Linked DNA regions of Mus musculus: region 1 is linked to region 2. A link is a contact called in public Hi-C data. All regions are on one chromosome and are shown on one strand. Each heading gives the region's core, a stretch centred on a gene start, on an enhancer-like site or on the middle of the called end of the contact. The rest is flanking DNA. Distances are from core to core; before and after follow the strand shown.

Evidence for each region. A called contact is a pair of places that touch in the nucleus more often than the background predicts.
Region 1: a contact with region 2 is called in a Hi-C map of 3T3-L1-derived adipocytes, with 2.8 times the contacts expected there. The contact joins two enhancer-like sites. A contact is called at or near these places in 5 of 484 Hi-C or Micro-C datasets (the 3T3-L1 cell line, 3T3-L1-derived adipocytes, the HPC-7 cell line and 2 more) and 1 of 115 datasets of contacts at active chromatin or transcription factors (double positive thymocytes).

What each region holds. Positions count from the first base shown.
Region 1 is chr7:129,963,935-129,967,334 of GRCm38.p6, reverse strand. It overlaps Gm4265 (predicted gene 4265), which reads right to left. Exons shown (of 4, transcript NR_046077.1): 2 at 108-487. Among named protein-coding and RNA genes, the nearest start is that of Gm4265, 3.5 kb to the right of the region's middle. Within about 2 kb of position 1,849, at least 28 of the 459 cell types and tissues checked have an H3K27ac peak or open chromatin away from gene starts, as enhancers often do. A contact at or near this core is called in 3T3-L1-derived adipocytes, where this site is marked.
Region 2 is chr7:129,856,926-129,860,273 of GRCm38.p6, reverse strand. No RefSeq gene overlaps it. Among named protein-coding and RNA genes, the nearest start is that of Gm39095, 48 kb to the right of the region's middle. Within about 2 kb of position 1,968, at least 5 of the 459 cell types and tissues checked have an H3K27ac peak or open chromatin away from gene starts, as enhancers often do. A contact at or near this core is called in 3T3-L1-derived adipocytes, where this site is marked.

The DNA.
Region 1 (3,400 bases), core at 600-3,099, 110 kb before region 2:
AGCAATAGAAATCCTAACTCAGATAATGAACAATGTCTTCACTCGTGGCAATAATCAAATGTATTAAATAGAACAGATCTGAGACTACACAGCTCAGAACCTCTCACCCTCATCCGTATGCAGACAGCGGCTGGATGGCAGGCATCGGTGATTACACTGGCGAGTTCAATGCCCTTGTTCGGTCTTCTTGTGATTCTTTCTCCATGCTTCCTCTTTGGTTAAATCCCAGAGCAAAATTGTCCTCTCTCCTTTAGTTGCCTTGTCAAATCTGTCTTGATCTATTTCAACTATCCCCTCTGATCATCCCATCCAGTCTGGGGTACTTTCCAGTTCCTCTCTTGGCTACCTTTCTCCCTTCTATATGCCCTCCCACTCACATGATGTCTGTGGCTGTCTTCCAGGCAACAGCTCCTCCATCTGTCCATCTCTCTTCTGAGCTTTAGAGACAGTTTTCAGTTTTTTACGGAATAGATTTGATAGGAGAGCCCTACAAAAGACATGGATTAATATGTGTCTACTAATGTGTGTGCATATGCATGTAAATATATGAGAAGTATACATACAAACATATGAATATGCTTGAACTGTATTGTATGTGCATGTGGATATGTGTGAAAGCAACTTCTTTTTTTTTAAGATTTATTTATTACATGTAAGTACACTGTAGCTGTCTTCAGACACACCAGAAGAGGGTGTGTCAGATCTCATTACAGATGGTTATGAGCCATCATGAAATTGCTGGGATTTGAACTCTGGACCTTCAGAAAAGCAGTCGGGTGCTCTTACCCACTGAGCCATCTCACCAGCCCGAAAGCAACTTCATAATGAAGAAAATCCAATCCACAGAGCCTGGGAAAGTTAAAATCAGGCCAGAGTTTAATGTGCTGTGAATCTCATGGGAGAGTTTGTGTACTGTTGTGATCATGAGCCTCTGGCCGCTGGCAGTGGTCACTTCTCTGCTTAGGGACCTTGTCTCCTTCGCTGTTAACTATAGGACTGAGTCTGACCCTTTCTTTCAGGGTCAAAGCTGTACCCCTATCTCCAGCCTGGCTGTGGGCCCATCCATCCCCACAGCCACACCTGGGCCCGAATGAGAAGTGACCCCTAACTCTTGGGGTGTCGGTTTTGTGGCACTCACTTTGTCCTGCCTTTCAAGTTCTTTGGCTTCTTTCATTTCGAGGTACCTGCTCTCTCCTCTCACAGCTCACAGTCCTGGGAACTTCCCTGAATTTCCTGCTCAGATGGTAGGTAGTTAAATAGGAGTTTCAGTTGGACCACGTGTATTTTGTGTGAGGGGTGGTGTATACGTGTACTTGGCATGTGTGCAGGTACACACTCCCATGCATGTGGCCACTAAACCCAGGGGTTGGCACTGAGCACCACCCTCTATCATTTTTCTACTTCCTTGTTGTTTCTGAGGCTCCAGGTTGTGTCTGGAGCTTCAGGATTCTCTTAAGGGAGCCCTTGGAACCCATCTGTCTCTGCTTCCTGGTGCTCAGGTTACAGGCACTCCTTCAGGCACAGCTTTCTCTGAGAGTGCTAGGAATCTGAACTCAGGTCCTCACGCTCGTCCCGCAAGCACTTTACCCACTGAGTTGTCACCCCAGCATATGTTTCCAGTACTGTAGTCACCGTGTACCCCAAATTCAAAGTTAACTGAGAGTCCTGTGTTTGTATCTGCTCTGCCGGGCACCCTGACCCCTGACATTACACACACACACACACACACACACACACACACACACACACACACACAAGGGACATGGGCCTCTTTCTTACATCATGTTCGTTTGCTGTTTCACCTCCTCCCCACTGCACCAGAATGTGTATCCCTGAGGCAAGGACTGTGACCACTCCCTCACCGTTTCTCAACCAGACGCCATCTGGCAAGCACTGTGCAGACATGGGGCTCCAGGCAAAGAAGACTAGGTTCCTACTCCAAGAGTGGAGTTGCAACCTGTGGACCCTGGCCAGACTCAGCCCCCACTCATCTTGAACATGTTGGTAGTTTATATACTTGCCTAGTGGGGTCCATGCTATAATGGCAAAGTATGTGGCCTCTTGGCTCACAAAGCTTAATATATTTGCTCTCTGGCTCTTCATAGAAAAAAAAAAAAAAACCTTACCAACCTCTGGCCTTGCTGTCTAGAGAAGGAAGACAGACATAAACAAATATAAGTTCATTTATCTTTCATCTCCAGAGCCTCATATCGATCAGTGTGTGGTCTGGTAGCCCATGCACGTATGGGAGCCACCTGGAGCCTTCACCAATTGTTCTTGATTTCCAAAAACTTGAGAATTCTGTCTTTTGTTTTTATTTTTGAGACATGATCGCATAGCCCAGGCTGGCCTCCAGATTGCTATGTATGTGAGGCTAGCCTCAAACCTGGAATCCTCCTATCACCTCTAGTGCTAATATTACAGGCGTGCACCACCATCCCCAGTTCGAGAGCCCACCTTTCACAAGGCTTTCAGGGGCTTCCTCAAATCTATGTGTTAGCACCCCTCAGCTCAGGGCCTACTGTCCCATGAGTTTGTGGTCAACTCCGATCAAGGCTTGAACAAACAGGAAGAGTCCATTCTTGGCCTACATCTTAATTCTGTCTATAATTTTAAGTCTGTGGCATTGTTACAAGAAGTTACTGTTTTAGCCTGTTGCCTTGAAAGTGGATTTTGCAAAAATTTCCCATTTACTCAGATATGGAGTTGCTGGGTTTCTTCCTGTGGGGAAAATTGACGCATCATTTTCTGCTGTTCTACAGAGGATGTCTCAATCCTGAAGTAGGTGGCTGCCTCCCACCCGGGAGCTATGGACCAGAGCCATCCTCCACTGGACAGCATCTCCTACTTCAGAGTCCTTTGCCGGGAGCTGTCCTGGATTGTATCACGAACAGTCACATAATCAAAATAAGCTAACTAGTCCCATCATGTCCCAAGCTCAGAAAACAGTCCGTCTTCCTGTGGTGGGACGTGACAGGCCGACAGAAAATAAATAAAAGCCAACCCAGGCCATTAGCTTTTGGAAGGCAAATGTTTCCTAGCAAAAATAAAGCCGGTGACTGTGTGGAGACAGATGTTGACACTCGCTACTCTTGTTAGCACACTTAAGAAAATAAATTCAAGATAAGAGAGGCCCAGGCATAGTTGGGACCTGTTTGCTGCCTGTTCTTCACAAAGAGAGTCAAATTCTGAAATCATATCCCTGTATTTCCATTTAGACTTTCTTGGGAGAGGACAAAGACTTGGGGCAAATAGGGTTTTAAAAACTTGGATGATCTGTGTAATTCATTACTCTAATAGCCATTTCTAGTTCACAAAGGTCCAAGTTTTCTGTGCTGTTGAAGTGCTCGCAAGGGTGAACGTAGCTGGACCATTTCTCCACACAGCAGGCTGTGAGCTC
Region 2 (3,348 bases), core at 719-3,218:
TCACAGAGGTTTTTTGGTTGCTTGCACCGCAGATCCTATGCCTGGAACATTAGTTGTTTGTGGCTGTGTGCACGTCCTGATGTGTGTACACAGGTGTGTGCATGTGTGCACAGATATCAGCAGTTTTGTGTGTAAGCCAGAGGTTGACCTCATGTGCCCCTCCTTATGACTGATAGCCACCTCATTTCCAAACTGAGTATGTCACTGGGACCTGGGGATCAGTGGTTTGGCTAGGCTGGCCGGCCAGTCATTCTCCACCTTCTCAGTCCTGGAACTGCAAGTGAGGCCACCACAGCTAGCTTTTTAACATGAGTGCCAAGACCAAGTGTAGGCCCGCCTTCCTTCCTGCATTTACTGCCTACATCAGCACCCCAGCCCTAAGACTCTGCTTTATAAGACCAAGTCACAAGATCCCTGACCAGCTACAAGCAGGAAGGGATGTAATCAGCCGTGCGTAGTAAGGAGATCACGTGCTGCAGTGTACAGTATGGGCTGACTAGGACACCAATTCCGGGGGGCCCTGGGGATTCCACAATGGTGAGAGGAAAGCTTCAGCCACCAAGTACTATCACTTTGAGAAGCCTGACTTAGTATCACTTTGAGAAGTGACTATAGTAGGCACTTGACTCTTTAAAAGGTGCTCGAATCTGGACTTGCCCAGAAACAAACAAACATCAATTATCCCTGAAGAACCCTCGTTGGTTGGCATCTCAGGAGAGGTCTGACTGGCTGATGACAGAGCTCAGCACCCACACCCCAGGCTGGGCAGCCTTGCAAAGCATTGTGTTTGTAAAATGGCTGTCATTTTTATAAACATTTTCCGTCTAGAGAAGAAAAGCCAATGATGCAAAAAGAAGTTGGCATGTGGAGTGCAAATGGCCACTGTTGGGCACAAGCAAGAGCCTGTGAGGGAAACAGGACTGGGGAGGGCAGGAGGGGGATGTTCATGAGCAACACTGCTGAGCTGGGAACTGGGTGTGTGCTTCTTCAACATGAACTCATTGCTTTTCACTTCTAGATTTTTTAGGACCAATTTAAAAGGACAAACATATCTCTAGCTCTCCAGTAAAATGCTTCATTCCAGGGGATGAAAAGCCACTAATGACATGATAAAATAATGGCTAAGATTTATTGAGCACTTACTATTTCCTATGCAGGATGCTTTAAAGAGGCCCAGCGTACTCGCAGCTCAGAGCAGCTGATGTATAGTACTATAATCAGTTTTATTTTAAGACAGCAAAGCTAGACTTCTAGAGAATAAACAATATGTTTATTTTCACATAGTACCTAAATTCTATGTCTGGGGACTAAACTCCAGAGGGTTGACTCTAAGCTTATATAAAACTAGCTCATTCTATACCTCCTCCTAATGCTACAAGATCCCCACATTCTGGTGGAAGCATTTCACTGTAGCACACTAAAACAGTGTCCAATACGGTAATCTGGCTCCTCAGGGCACTCAGGGCTTGACCTGGACTGGGAATCTTGACGATAAGAGCTCTGAGATTGACTACCCACCAGCACTCCATGACAGAGACTCCAATAGCTACCCAATGAAAATGGAAGAGCCCCATTTCTCTTTCCCTTGCATCACATAGGGTGGTAGCTGATGGACTCGGACTTTCTCTTGACTTGCAGGAAATGTTCACACACCCGTGGGCATGGCAGCAGGCCAACACTGCCATCAGATGCTGCTGCCTCTAGATCCTACTGTATCCTTGGGTGCATCTGGCTAAGTCTTTCCAAGGGAACACAAGATAGACTTGCCAACAGGATACAATTTCACTATTTGGTTCAAATCACAGAAAATCAAGGCCCCAGGAAGCAGCAACGATTTTTCCTTCCCAGTAAGTAGGATGTCCTAGCATTCTCTCCTGTCATCATCTCTCTCTGCCCTCTGAGGTCAGGGGCAGTGGGTATGGTCCATGGGGAGTGATCTGACTGATGTACTCAGTGCCGCTGCACTGGAGAAAATGGGTTTTTCTCTTCCCCAGTGAGTATCGTCTGCAAATAACTGCTTGGGTAGTGTGTATTTATCAAACATGTCCCCTCAAGGTTCAGGGATCCATGCCAAAAAGGAGGCAGAGAGATTATAAGAGCCAGAGATGGTGGATGACTCTAAATAAAACAGTGTCCTCCAGATACAAGAGGACTGGTACACATACAAACTCACAGACTGTGACAGAACCATCAAGAACTGCCTAGGTTTAAAGTACACAAAATTCTAGCATGGAGGAGCAGAAGCAGACACAAAGTCCCCACCTCTGACCTAGAAAACTTCTTTACCAGGGATTCCATGACACTTACTGGCATAAAGTATTTCTTCTTTAATCCTTTAATTTATTAACCCAGTCAACAGCTATTTTCACAGAGCCATTGAACAGCTTAAGAAATATGCAAAGAAATTAATTGTGATGTGGTCTCCCAGGCCCCACTGCAGTGTGGTGTCAGTAAGGTCCACAAGGATGTGACCTTTGATACATGGATGGAGCAGAGAGCATTGAGCAAGAGAGATTCAGTTACAAAGTGGGTATCTCAAGGGACAGGGATCCTAACTTGATGACAAGGACTGACAAGCAACTGGACCCAAGGCACAATTTACATTGCATTATCAGGGGGAAAGGGTTACATCCTGCTTTAAAAACAAGTGAACTTTCTGGGAACTTCAGTACCAAAAAATAGAGGAGAGTTGCAAAAGGAGCTAGAGGGCCACTCTTGACATTGCCCATGGGTGGGTGGATGGGTGGGTGGATGGGTAGCTGCAATGCCCTGCCCTGGTTGCACAGGTACCTTCCCAGCATTGCATCAAGAATAACCTTGGGCAGAATATCTGATCCTTCTGGGACTCATTTTATGTATCTGAAAAATAATAGGTGTGGATTCTATGCTCTCCAAAGTCCATTTCATTTTGATGGCCCATGGCTATGGTTCTCACTGTAGGAAGACACATGATGGGGCTGAGGTGAGGAGAGAGAGAGAGAGAGAGAGAGAGAGAGAGAGAAGATCAGCATGACAACTTGGACAGCTTTTAGTCAATCACTTTATTACAGGTACTCAAGGGGTCTCAGTAACACCAGAATTAATACCCGGGATTCAAGGGTCACTGTGATCAGAGGCTGGATCGATTAATTTGGTTTGGAGCCAGATGCAGAAGTCTCGGGTAGAGAGTGAACCTCAATCTCTGTGTGAGAAGTGTGACCCTCACATTTGATACCAGGCACTTGTACATTGTCTCCTCTTAAGCCTCACATTACGTGCCTTGGTGAGAGCAGCAGACCTTCCCTCGTGTCACTACTGGAAGGGCTGCACAGAACAGTCTTGTAAACACTTGGCACAATGCCTAGCATG